Regions from separate parts of the Macaca mulatta genome. Here region 1 is linked to region 2. Evidence: chromatin contacts called from public Hi-C data. All regions are on one chromosome and are shown on one strand. Each heading gives the region's core, a stretch centred on a gene start, on an enhancer-like site or on the middle of the called end of the contact. The rest is flanking DNA. Distances are from core to core; before and after follow the strand shown.

Region 1 (5,383 bases), core at 1,467-3,966, 220 kb before region 2:
ACAACCTTGGCAAGTTACTTACCCGTCCATTTCTCAGCTTTCTCATCTGTGCCACAGTGATAACAGTAGTACCTACTGCATACAGTAGTCATAGGCTTAAAGAAGTTAATGCAGTATTCATGTCTTAATACCTTAAAACAATACCTGGCATGTGGTAAATAGTGTTTGTTACATACATTAAAAAAGTAACTAAGTCAGGCCGGGCGCGGTGGCTCACGCCTGTAATCCCAGCACTTTGAGAGGCTGAGGAGGGTGGATCACAAGGTCAGGAAATCGAGACCATCCTGGCTAACACAGTGAAACCCCGTCTCTACTAAAAATACAAAAAATTAGCCGGGCGTGGTGGTGGGCGCCTGTAGTCCCAGCTATGCAGGAGGCTGAGGCAGAGAATAGCGTGAACCTGGGAGACGGAGCTTGCAGTGAGCCGAGATCGCGCCACTCACTCCAGCCTGGGCAACAGAGTGAGACTCCGTCTCAAAAAAAATAAAAATAAAAAAATAAAAATAACCCAGCCTCCCTCACATGAAGTGGTGCAGGGAAATCAAAACAATCCTAAAACGTGTTTAGAATTTACATGTGACCTCTCGCATGAGGCATTTCACAGACATCTGTAAGAAGAATAAATAGACAAATAGGCAAAGCAGAAACCGAAATATGGAAAAGGGAAGTAAAATGTTCAGTTTCACTTAGTACAAATCATTCTCAGATCTCAGGCAGGAGCCCCAAAGTCCTGTTAGTCCAGGTTTTGTTCAACAGGCCACTTTGCACATAAAAGTAGAGCCACCCTTAAAAAGAGCAAGTCTTCACTCAGGAACGTCTCATAAATCTTCCCTTGTTGGTATTTTCTCAGAGGTAAATATTCTGCTTCTAGTTTTTGGACCCCAGCTGCTCCTGAGACCATCATTATATCTGAAACTGTTTCTAAATGTCAAGCGAGGTCAGGCCTGGTGGCTCACACCTGTAATTCCAGCACTTCGGGAGGCCGAGGTGGGGGAGAATCGCTTGAGCGCAAGAGTTAGAGACCAGCCTGGGCAATATGGTGACAGCCTGTCTCTACAAAAAAAGTTTTTAAAATTAGCCAGGTGTGGTAGCTGGCACCTATAATCCCAGCTACTTGGGAAGCTGAGATAGCAGAATCGCTTGAGCCCAAGAGTTGGAGGCTGCAGTGAGCCTTGTTCACGGCACTGAAACTCCAGCCTGGGGGACAGGGTGAGACCCTCTCTCAAAAAATAAAACAATAAATGTCAAGTATGACTCCCTCATGCCACATTCCTGCTCTCGCCTGTCAGCATTCCAGTCTCTTTAAAAGATTAAGACCAGAGTTATTAATGAAGCAAACCCTAAATGTGGAAATCATCTCTACAGACTCCGATTCATCATTTACTCAAAGCAGTTTGGTGTTTTTTCGGTTTTTTGTTTTCTGAAGACAGGGTTTTCCTCTGTGGCCCAGGCTGGAGTGTGGTGGTGCGATCTCGGCTCAATGTAGCCTCGACTTGTTGGACTCGGGCGATCCTCTCACCTCAGCCTCCCGAGTAGCTGGGACCACAGCTGAGCACCACTACGCCCAGCTAATTTCTGTATTTTTGTGGAGACGGGGGTCTCCCTAGGTTGCCCAGGCTGGTCTCAAACTCCTGGACTCAAGCGGCCCGCCGCGGTCTCCCCCAAAGTGCTGGAATTACAGGGGTGAGGCACCGCACCCGGTCCAAAGTGGTTTTTCTATTTTATATCCCCCAATTTCTAGAAGACATGAACTCTCTGACAACGGCTCCATATAAATACACGTGAACTTGCTTAGTTTGCACTGTGAGGAAGAAGTGACAGGTCTGAAGACGAAAGGAAATGACACAGAGGTCCTGCCACTCCGACAGCGATTCGCCAATGACAAAGTGCAGAGTTTCGGGTCCCGTGGGCAGCCCCCACCCCCGCCGCACCGCCATGACACTCGCGCCCTTTCTCCCCGGGCTCTCGTCGCCTTCCTCCCCGCGCTCACTCCGCCTCAGCTTCCTCCTAAGCCGCTCACGACGCTTCGTCTCCGCTCCCGGGACTTCTCACCGCGCCCTCCTCTTCACGTCGGCCCCACTTGCAGCCACGGCAAGTTTCAGGCAGGGTGGCGCCCGGCCCTGTCCGCGGACTCCGGCCTGTGACGCCTCCCTCACCGCGCTGCAGCCCCTCCGGCCTCTTCGCCGTCGCTCTCGGCGGCCGCCTCCCCTCCAGCAGTCTGGGCTCTGAGCTTCCCCCTCCTCTGCTCCCCCGGCCCTCCGCAAATCCCACCCGCCCGCCTTCGTCCCATCCCCGCCCCGCCCGCCCGTCCTCTTCGAAATGCTCCCCAAACAAGTCCTCCGCAGCCGTCGTCCTCAACACTCGTCGCGCCCGGCCCTTCTCTCCTCGGCCCCGCGCCCTCCCAAGCCTCCCGGGGCTCCGGCGCCTGTCGCTGCCCCGACTCCGCGGCCGCTCCCAGCCCACCTGCTCTCCTCAGCCAGGCGCTCCTCGCCGCCTCGGAGCTCCATTCCCGCGCCCTCCGGCCGCATCCGGGGCGGCGAGGCCGCCTCTTCGCCCAAGAGAGGCGCCCCCGCCGCTTCGCCCTTCAGGGCTCCCGGGGGCCCCTGGGGCCGGAGGAGGCACCCACGGCCGGTGGGCTCCGGGTGATGCGCTACACACGGGCGGTGGCAGCGGCGGCAGAGACAGCCGCCTGGGTTGCGGCTTCTATCCCGGCCACCCCCACTTCCGGCTCCGGGGACTACAGCTCCCGGCAAGCCCTTCGAGACCAGGCCGCTCCCGCAGGCCGCGCCCTCCAATCCCAGGCCGCTCCCGCAGGCCGCGCCCTCCAATCCCAGGCCGCTCCTGCAGGCGGTGCCCTCCAATCCCAGGCCCCTCCCGCAGGCCGCGCCCTCCAATCCCAGGCCGCGCCCTCCAATCCCAGGTCGCGCCCTCCAATCCCAGGCCGCGCTCCTCCAACCCCAGGCGGCTCCCGCAGGCCGCACCCTCCAATCCCAGGCCCCTCCCGCAGGCCGCGCCCTCCAATCCCAGGCGGCGCCCTCCAACCCCAGGCCGCTCCCGCAGGCGGCGCCCTCCAATCCCAGGCCGCGCTCGCAGGCCGCGCCCTCCAATCCCAGGCCCCGCTCGCAGACCGCGCTCCTCCAACCCCAGGCGGCTCCCGCAGGCCGCACCCTCCAACCCCAGGCCGCTCCCGCAGGCGGCGCCCTCCAATCCCAGGCCGCTCCCGCAGGCGGCGCCCTCCAATCCCAGGCCCCTCCCGCAGGCCGCGCCCTCCAATCCCAGGCCGCGCTCGCAGGCCGCGGCCTCCAATCCCAGGCCGCGCTCGCAGGCCGCGCCCTCCAATCCCAGGCCGCGCTCGCAGACCGCGCTCCTCCAACCCCAGGCGGCTCCCGCAGGCCGCACTCTCCAACCCCAGGCCCCTCCCGCAGGCGGCGCCCTCCAACCCCAGGCCGCTCCCGCAGGTGGCGCCCTCCAATCCCAGGCGGCGCCCTCCAATCCCAGGCTGCTCCGGCAGGCGGCGCCCTCCAATCCCAGGCGGCGGCCTCCAATCCCAGGCCGCTCCCGCAGGCGGCGCCCTCCAATCCCAGGCCGCTCCCGCAGGCGGCGCCCTCCAATCCCAGGCGGCGCCCTCCAATCCCAGGCCGCTCCCGCAGGCGGCGCCCTCCAATCCCAGGCGGCGCCCTCCAACCCCAGGCCGCTCCGGCAGGCGGCGCCCTCCAATCCCAGGCAGCGCCCTCCAATCCCAGGCTGCTCCCGCAGGCGGCGCCCTCCAATCCCAGGCCGCTCCCGCAGGCGGCGCCCTCCAATCCCAGGCGGCGCCCTCCAATCCCAGGCTGCTCCGGCAGGCGGCGCCCTCCAATCCCAGGCCGCTCCGGCAGGCGGCGCCCTCCAATCCCAGGCTGCTCCCGCAGGCGGCGCCCTCCAATCCCAGGCCGCTCCCGCAGGCGGCGCCCTCCAATCCCAGGCGGCGACCTCCAATCCCAGGCGGCGGCCTCCAATCCCAGGCCGCTCCCGCAGGCGGCGCCCTCCAATCCCAGGCGGTGCCCTCCAATCCCAGGCTGCTCCGGCAGGCGGCGCCCTCCAATCCCAGACGGCGGCCTCCAATCCCAGGCTGCTCCGGCAGGCGGCGCCCTCCAATCCCAGGCGGCGGCCTCCAACCCCAGGCCGCTCCCGCAGGCGGCGCCGTCCAATCCCAGGCGGCGCCCTCCAATCCCAGGCCGCTCCGGCAGGCGGCGCCCTCCAATCCCAGGCCGCGCTCGTGGACTACGCGCACCCAGTGGCTGGCGGGGACGGCTCGCGAGCGGCGGGGCCGGCTCGCGAGCGGCGGGGACGGTGGTCTCAGGGATCCGTGCCGGGGCGGGCCCGTATTTACCCGCGTCACATTACTCGCTGGGGACCGAACTCAGTCCGAGATGTAGACTAGGCAATAACGCTGCTCTAATCCCGGCACGATTAACCCCACCTAGCCCGCCCTGGCCTAATGTCCGCCGCTGGTGTTTGGAGATCTCGAGCATTTAAATGAAGCGCTCGCAAGTAAGAGCACAGGTTGCTCTGGGATCGTGAAACGGCGGGGGAGAAAGGCTTCTGGGGGCTCTCGGGAGAGGGATGTCAGCGCAGAGTTCTGAAGGCTGAGTACGGGTGAGCCAGGAGCGAGAAGAGAAGGCGGAGAGAGCAGCACGGCAGAGGGAAGGAAGGAAGTGCGGTCTGGGGACGGCAGGTGCTGGCAGCCGGAGCTGGGACGGAGTGAGCAGCAGCGTGGGGTGGGCGTTCTGGTGTGGGGAAACCAGGTCGTGAAATGCCATGTTCAGGAGTTTGGATTGTATCCTGAAAACAATCAGCAAATCAAGTATATGCAAATCAAGAAGTGATTTGATCGAATCCGATGAGAAAACCACTTTTGACAATGTGGACAGGAGATGGGGAAGATATAGCACTATATCGAGGTAAGGGTGGAAGGCTGGATAGAGGAGACTGGTCGTCCTTAAGAAGTGAAGCGAACCAGTTGAAAGAAACATGTGGGCCTAGGGTTGCCAGATGTTCTGGTTTCTCTTTTTTCTTTTTCAAAGACGGGGTCTCTCTCTGTCGCCCAGGTTGGGGTGCAGTGGCGCAATCATAGCTCCCTGCAGCCTGGAACTCCTGGGCTCAAGCAGGCCTCCTTCCTCAGTCTCCTGAATAGCTGGGACTGCAGGTGCGAGCTACCACACCTAGCTATGATATTTTGATTTTTTAAAAGAAGCTAAGAGCTGCATTTTTAAGCACAACTTCCGAATTTTTAAACGTTGGCAACACATTTTTTAAACTTTCAACTTTGCACAGGCCAAACACAGCTTGTGTGTAGGCTGAAGGTGGCCCTTGAGTTGCTAGTTTGCAAACCCAGGCTTAAACT
Region 2 (5,877 bases), core at 3,137-5,636:
GCGCTTGTGCAGATTCCAGCGCCTTCCTGCCGTTCTGGCTTCCCATTCCTCATGCGAGAACCCAGTACTCATTCCTGCCACCTTCTTCATCTGGATATCAGCATCCTCCTAATCCAAACCATTACCAAGGCCTGTGGATTCTGCCTTCTTTTTTTCTTTTTTGAGACGGAGTCTCACTTTGTCCCCCAGGCTAGAGTGCAGTGGCGCCATCTTGGCTCACTGCAGCCTCTGCCTCTGGATTCAAGCGATTCTCCTGCCTCAGCCTCCTGAGTAGCTGGGATTACAGGCACCTGCCACCACACCTAGCTCATTTTTGTATTTTTATTAGAGACGGGGTTTCACCATGTTGGCCAGGCTGGTCTGGAACTCATGACCTCAGGTGATCCACCCACCTTGGCCTCCCAAAGTGTTGGGATTACAGGTGTGAGCCAAGGCGCCCAGGCGGATTTTACCTTCTATTTTTGTATCTCCCAAGTTGGACCTAGTTGTTGCTGTGTTTGTTTGTTTGATTTTTTCCTTGTTTTCTTTTTTTGCTTGAACTACTCCAACAAGCACTAAATTGGAAGTGATCTTTTAATTTAAATTTTTTTTTCTTTCTGATATACTGACAGAAGGTTCAGGAAGTGATATTTGAAAATGGAAAATCTGACCATGTCCCTCCCTAGAACCCTTCAATGGTTTCCCATTGCCTTAGGACAAAGAACAAAATTCTTGACTTGGTCCACAAGGTCTGTATGGTCTGGGCCCTCTGTTCCTCTCTAGACCCAACTACGATTGCCCTTTCCTTGCTCTCTGGGCTCCAGCCACAAGGGGCTTCTTTCAGTTCTCCTATGGACTCATGCTCCCTTGCAACTCAGGGTCTTTGCACCTGCTATTCCTTCCAGTGGAACCACTCTTCCCTCACCTCTTCACCTTGTAAAGTCCCACTGACCCATCACCAGCTTAAGACAGTGTCACTTTTCTAGGTGAAATCCCTAACATTTTCTGTGCTCTGGGAGACGGACCCATATGGAGTATGTCCATGGGAGATTCCAGAAAGAGATTCAGTGTAGGGAAATGAAATCAGGCATTTATTCTCCCTGCTCCTTCTCTGCCAGAATATCACTGGTTGGTTCTGTTCCTCTATCAAAGGTCATGGCTCCTGTCAGGCAAAATTCTCTCCAAACGTCTCTCTCTGGTCTTAGGTAACTATTTCTTTCCTAGATCCCAGGAGACTCCAACATCCCTTGTAGTTTCACTCCTGCTTTACCTTTTTTTTTTTTTTTTTTTTTTTTTGAGACAGTCTCACTCTGTCACCCAGGCTGGAGTGCAGTGGTGTGATCTCAGCTCACTGAAACCTCCACCTCCTGGGTTCAAGTGATTCTTGTACCTCAGCCTCCCAAGTAGCTGATTACAGGCACACACCACCATGCCTGGCTGATCTTTGTATTTTTAGTAGAGACAGGGTTTCACTATGTTAGCCAGGCTAGTCTCAAACTCCTGACCTTAAATGATCCACCCACCTCGGCCTCCTAAAGTGCTGGGATTACAGGCGTGAGCCACTGCGCCCGGCCCATACTTTGTTTTAAAAAGTATTCTGATCATGCTTTACTAATGGGTCATCACCTGCAGTTTGAAAAATGCCTTAAATGACCCTCGTCCAAGTGATCCTTTCCCTGACTCCTCAGGCCAGATCAGGCTTCTGGGCATTCATGCCACTATTTTCCCGCAGAGCTCGGTTCACAGTTGGTTATGTTTATGTCAGTTTCCCCACTAGACAACTGCTCCACGAAAGCAGCAACATGACAACGATGCTCACAGCTATATCAGGCGCTAAGTCTCAGTGCTCAGTAAGTGTTTGTGGAATGAATAATACATGAGCAAACGAATGAAACTCACACTTCATGTGTTACTCCTCCCAGGAGGACTTACATATAGAACTTTAACAAATTAATATCTAATGGTGAAATTTCTAGCACATTTCTTCCTGGGACAGAGAACACTGAGTAGGGTAGTAGGCTACAAGGTACAAGTTCCATTCTGATGTATTTAAGAGAGGATCTGATTTCTTCCTGGGACAGAGAACACTGAGTAGGGTAGTAGGCTACAAGGTACAAGTTCCATTCTGATGTATTTAAGAGAGGATCTGATTTTAAAAGTGACTTATTTACATCTATTTCATACAACTTTGGAGTCATCCTTTACTCCTCTCTCTCATTCCTCATCCACCAGCAAATCCTGCCAGAATTTAAATATATTCAGAATTCCAGTACTCATCACCTCTGTTTACACAGCATCACCTCTCATCATATCACTACAGGAACCTATAATTATCTTCCTGCTGGTGACTTCGCCTCCCTTCAGTCTCAACACAGCGACTTTGTCAATAAGGAAGTCAGATAGAGTCACCCTTCTGTTCAGAACCCTTAAATACTTCCTATCTCAAAGACGGGGAAGCCTCTCTTACATACTTCCCATCTCAAAAGGGGGAAAGCCTCTTTTACAGTGGCCTCTCTGCTTAATTTTCTCCACAGAAATTATCATCTTCTAACGTGTCATCTATTTTACTTGCTCACGGTCTTGCTCCCCTTCGTAGGATGTAAGCTCCACGAGGGCAGAGATTTGTTTGTTTACTGCTGTGTCATCCGACACAAACCTTGGTACAGGGTAGCCATTCATTAAACTATTTGTTAAATAAATGAATGAATCCATAGGGTAACCCAAATAAATATGCAATAATTCGGAAATGTGAATCTCTGGCGTCCATTAATCCACCTCTACAAGTATCTACGGAGGACCTATTAGACACGGACACGGGGCAGCTAAACGAGTTCTCCTAAAAGGGCGATAAAGCCTCCTGCAGGCAGTCCCTCTCATACCTCGGATCCAAAAAGAAGAATGGAGGCAAGAACTTAAGTCATTTCATTCTTTTTTTTTTTTTTCTTTTGTAGAGATGGGGGAAGGTGGTCTCACTATATTGCCCAGGCTGGTCTCGAACTCCTAGCCTCAAGCGATCCTCCCGCCTCGGTTTCCCAAAGAACTGGGCTTACAGGCGTGAGCCACCGTGTCCAGTCTCGTTTCTTGAAAGAGATAGATAAGTAGAGGGCAGAAAAAAAGCATAGAAAAATAAAAAAGAGAAGGAAGAGGTCCTGCTGCCTTCGTGCTCCCGGCCTTTCTCTTTCATGCTAGGTTAGGATCCCAGAATCCTAACCTAGAATTTCCGTTCTGTCTATTGCTTGTGGATCGAGGGATATGCACCCGCCTGTTGGCAAATCAATCTTACAATCATTCTTCAGGCAGTGGGAACGTCCTCCACTCACGGTGCGCCTTTCCATCAACAGCGTCCGGTGACGCGGGAAGTAAACTAAGCTGTTTCTATGGCAACGCACAGCTTTGGCGGATTTAGCTGGCTACCATTTTGCCTTCCCCTGTTCCCAAGTAATACATTTTGCAGCCTACCAAGATGAAAGGACTTAGGAAAATAATTGTAAGAGTGCTCTTGAATGTGGCTTATTTCAGCGCGAAGGCGATTTCCGAGGATTGCTTTTCTGGCGTTTGGAGAAGATGCCTAAATTGAGGGCGGGGTCGAGAGATGTTTAATCCCACAAGGCCACGCGGCGGGGCCTCGTCTTTCTCTTCCCGCCATCTTGGCTCCTGTGGAGGTGAGTGAAGCGCCTGCTGCTGAAATTTGGGGGCAAATAACCGGAGCAGGTTTGTTCCTATACCGCGGCGAGTCGCCGGTGTGTATCGGAGTCTCCGCCAGCCATTGATTTCTATGGGTTTCAAGAAGAGGGAGAGCAGGATGGAGCAGATGTTGGGCCGATGGTGCTTGGTCCTCTGACGCCCGGAGAACGGCTGCCCGGGTTATCCGAGTTAAATTCCTGGGCCTGAGCGGAGTGAAATGATGATTTTGTTCGTCTGCAGTTGTCCATGAGGCAGTGCTTCCTTTCGGCCAGGGTTTTTCCGTTTCCTCCCAGTCCAAACCTCCCTTTGCTTGTCTGACCAGTCTCTTCCCTCAGCTTTTCTCCGAGACCCAGCCGATGCATAAGTCTTAGGTGTGAGTCTCTGATGAAGTCTTCATTCCTTTTCCTGAGTGTTGCCTCCTGACAATGGCATGCATTTTCTCAGGCTTTTCTGAGAGTTATTTTTGTGGCTCTTGTCCCTTAGTTTTGTCTTCATTCTGAAGTTTGCTTAGATACCAGCTGTTCTCTGAGGTTTGATTGTCTCGCCGGAGCCTGCGTTTCATGTGGATGATGTTCTGGCATAATTGTCCCCTTACTCCTACGAGAAACTCCGATCCAAAAGGAATTTGCCTTCGGGGCTTAAACGAGAGGGGACGAGGTGAGAAACTTGCGTGGCTTGGTTTCAAACTGAATCTTTTTGTTTGTTTTAAGGCCTGCTGGGAGCGGGACTTCTAAAAGGAACTATGTCTGGAAGGTACGCGTTTTAAATATGGTTGCTCTTTGTGTGTGTGTGTTAGACGTGAATGTTTAAATGCGAGCTTAAAATTAGCAAGAAAAAACTTAAGATGTTTGCTCTGAGTAACTTTTGGGTGGGGGTTATTACAAGTCAAATTGGTTTTCTGAAGCTTATGTTTCATGTTGTGTATCTTTTGTGTCTTAGGCTGTGGTCCAAGGCCATTTTTGCCGGCTATAAGCGGGGTCTCCGGAACCAAAGGGAGCACACAGCTCTTCTTAAAATTGAAGGTGTTTATGCCCGAGATGAAACAGAATTCTATTTGGGCAAGAGATGCGCTTATGTATACAAAGCAAAGAAGTAAGTTTATGACACTGGTAGGTTTTGGGTTTTTATTTTGGGATCTGCCTCATTTTCTTTTTTATATAACGGAGTCTTGCTCTGTTGCCCAGGCTGGAGTGCAGTGACTTGGTCTCCCTCACCGAAACTTCCGCCTCCCGGGTTCAAGCGATTCTCCTGCCTCAGCCTCCCGAGTAGCTGGGATTACAGGCGCCCGCCACCACGCCCGGCTACTTTTTGTGTTATTATTAGAGACAGTGTATTGCCATGTTGGCCAGGCTGGTCTCAAACTCCTGACTTCAGGTGATCACCCACCTCGGTCTCCCAAAGTGCTGAGATTACAGGCTTGAGCCACTGTGCCTGGCCTCATTATCCTATTGAGATAATAAAATATTTGGCTGAAGTACTTGGTATTGTTTTTTTTTTTGTTTTTGTGACAAGAGTCTCGCTCTGTTGCCCAGGTTGGAGCTCAGTGGCGCGATCCCAGCTCACTGCATCCTCTGCCTCCTGGCTCAAGCGATTCTCCTGCCTCAGCCTCCTGGGTAGCTGGGCTTACAGGGGTGCACCACCATGCCCAGCTAATTTTTGTATTTTTACTAGAGAATGGGTTTCCCCATGTTGGCCAGGCTGGATTGGTATTGCTATGGCTTCTATTTTGTGTCATTAAGGAACTTAATGAGGAGTCTTAGAAGGACGTTACTTCTGAGGGTGGTGTTGGATTTAGGTACCTTTTGCACTTGAAAACAATAAAGGAGCTAATTCCTTATATTGTGATCCTTTTAAGGCTTCTAATTTTTTTTCTCGGCTCCTTTTGCCAGAACTTAAGGATTTTTAGAACACTTGGCGCTTAATGCATTTTGTTAATGCCTTAAAAATACGTTTTTTTTGTTTGTTTTGTTTTTTGAGACGGAGTCTCGCTGTGTCACCCAGGTGCAGTAGCATGATATCAGCTTATCGGCTCACCACAACCTCCACCTCCCAGGTTCACGCGATTCTCCTGCCTCAGCCTCCCGAGTAGCTGGGATTACAGGCGCCTGCCACCACACCCGGCTAATTTTTGTATATTTAGTAGAAACAGGGTTTCACCATTTTGGCCAGACTGTTCTTGAACTCCTGACCTTGTGATCCAGCCACTTTAGCCTC

What was found. Hi-C and Micro-C count contacts between places; a contact is called where the count stands out from the background.
Region 1: a Hi-C map of fetal cortex germinal zone shows a contact between it and region 2, with 6 times the contacts expected there. The contact joins the promoter of RUBCN here to the promoter of RPL35A in region 2. A contact is called at or near these places in 2 of 14 Hi-C or Micro-C datasets (fetal cortex germinal zone and liver).

Annotation. Positions count from the first base shown.
Region 1 is chr2:1,205,528-1,210,910 of T2T-MMU8v2.0, reverse strand. RUBCN (rubicon autophagy regulator) reads right to left here and starts at 2,716. Exons shown (of 21, transcript XR_013413447.1): 1 at 2,464-2,716. It also overlaps a transcript of FYTTD1 not described here.
Region 2 is chr2:983,692-989,568 of T2T-MMU8v2.0, reverse strand. It overlaps RPL35A (ribosomal protein L35a), which reads left to right and starts at 4,386. Exons shown (of 4, transcript NM_001265744.1): 1 at 4,386-4,416; 2 at 4,603-4,755. The coding sequence starts at 4,406. The region is part of intron 2 of IQCG (IQ motif containing G); the gene reads right to left.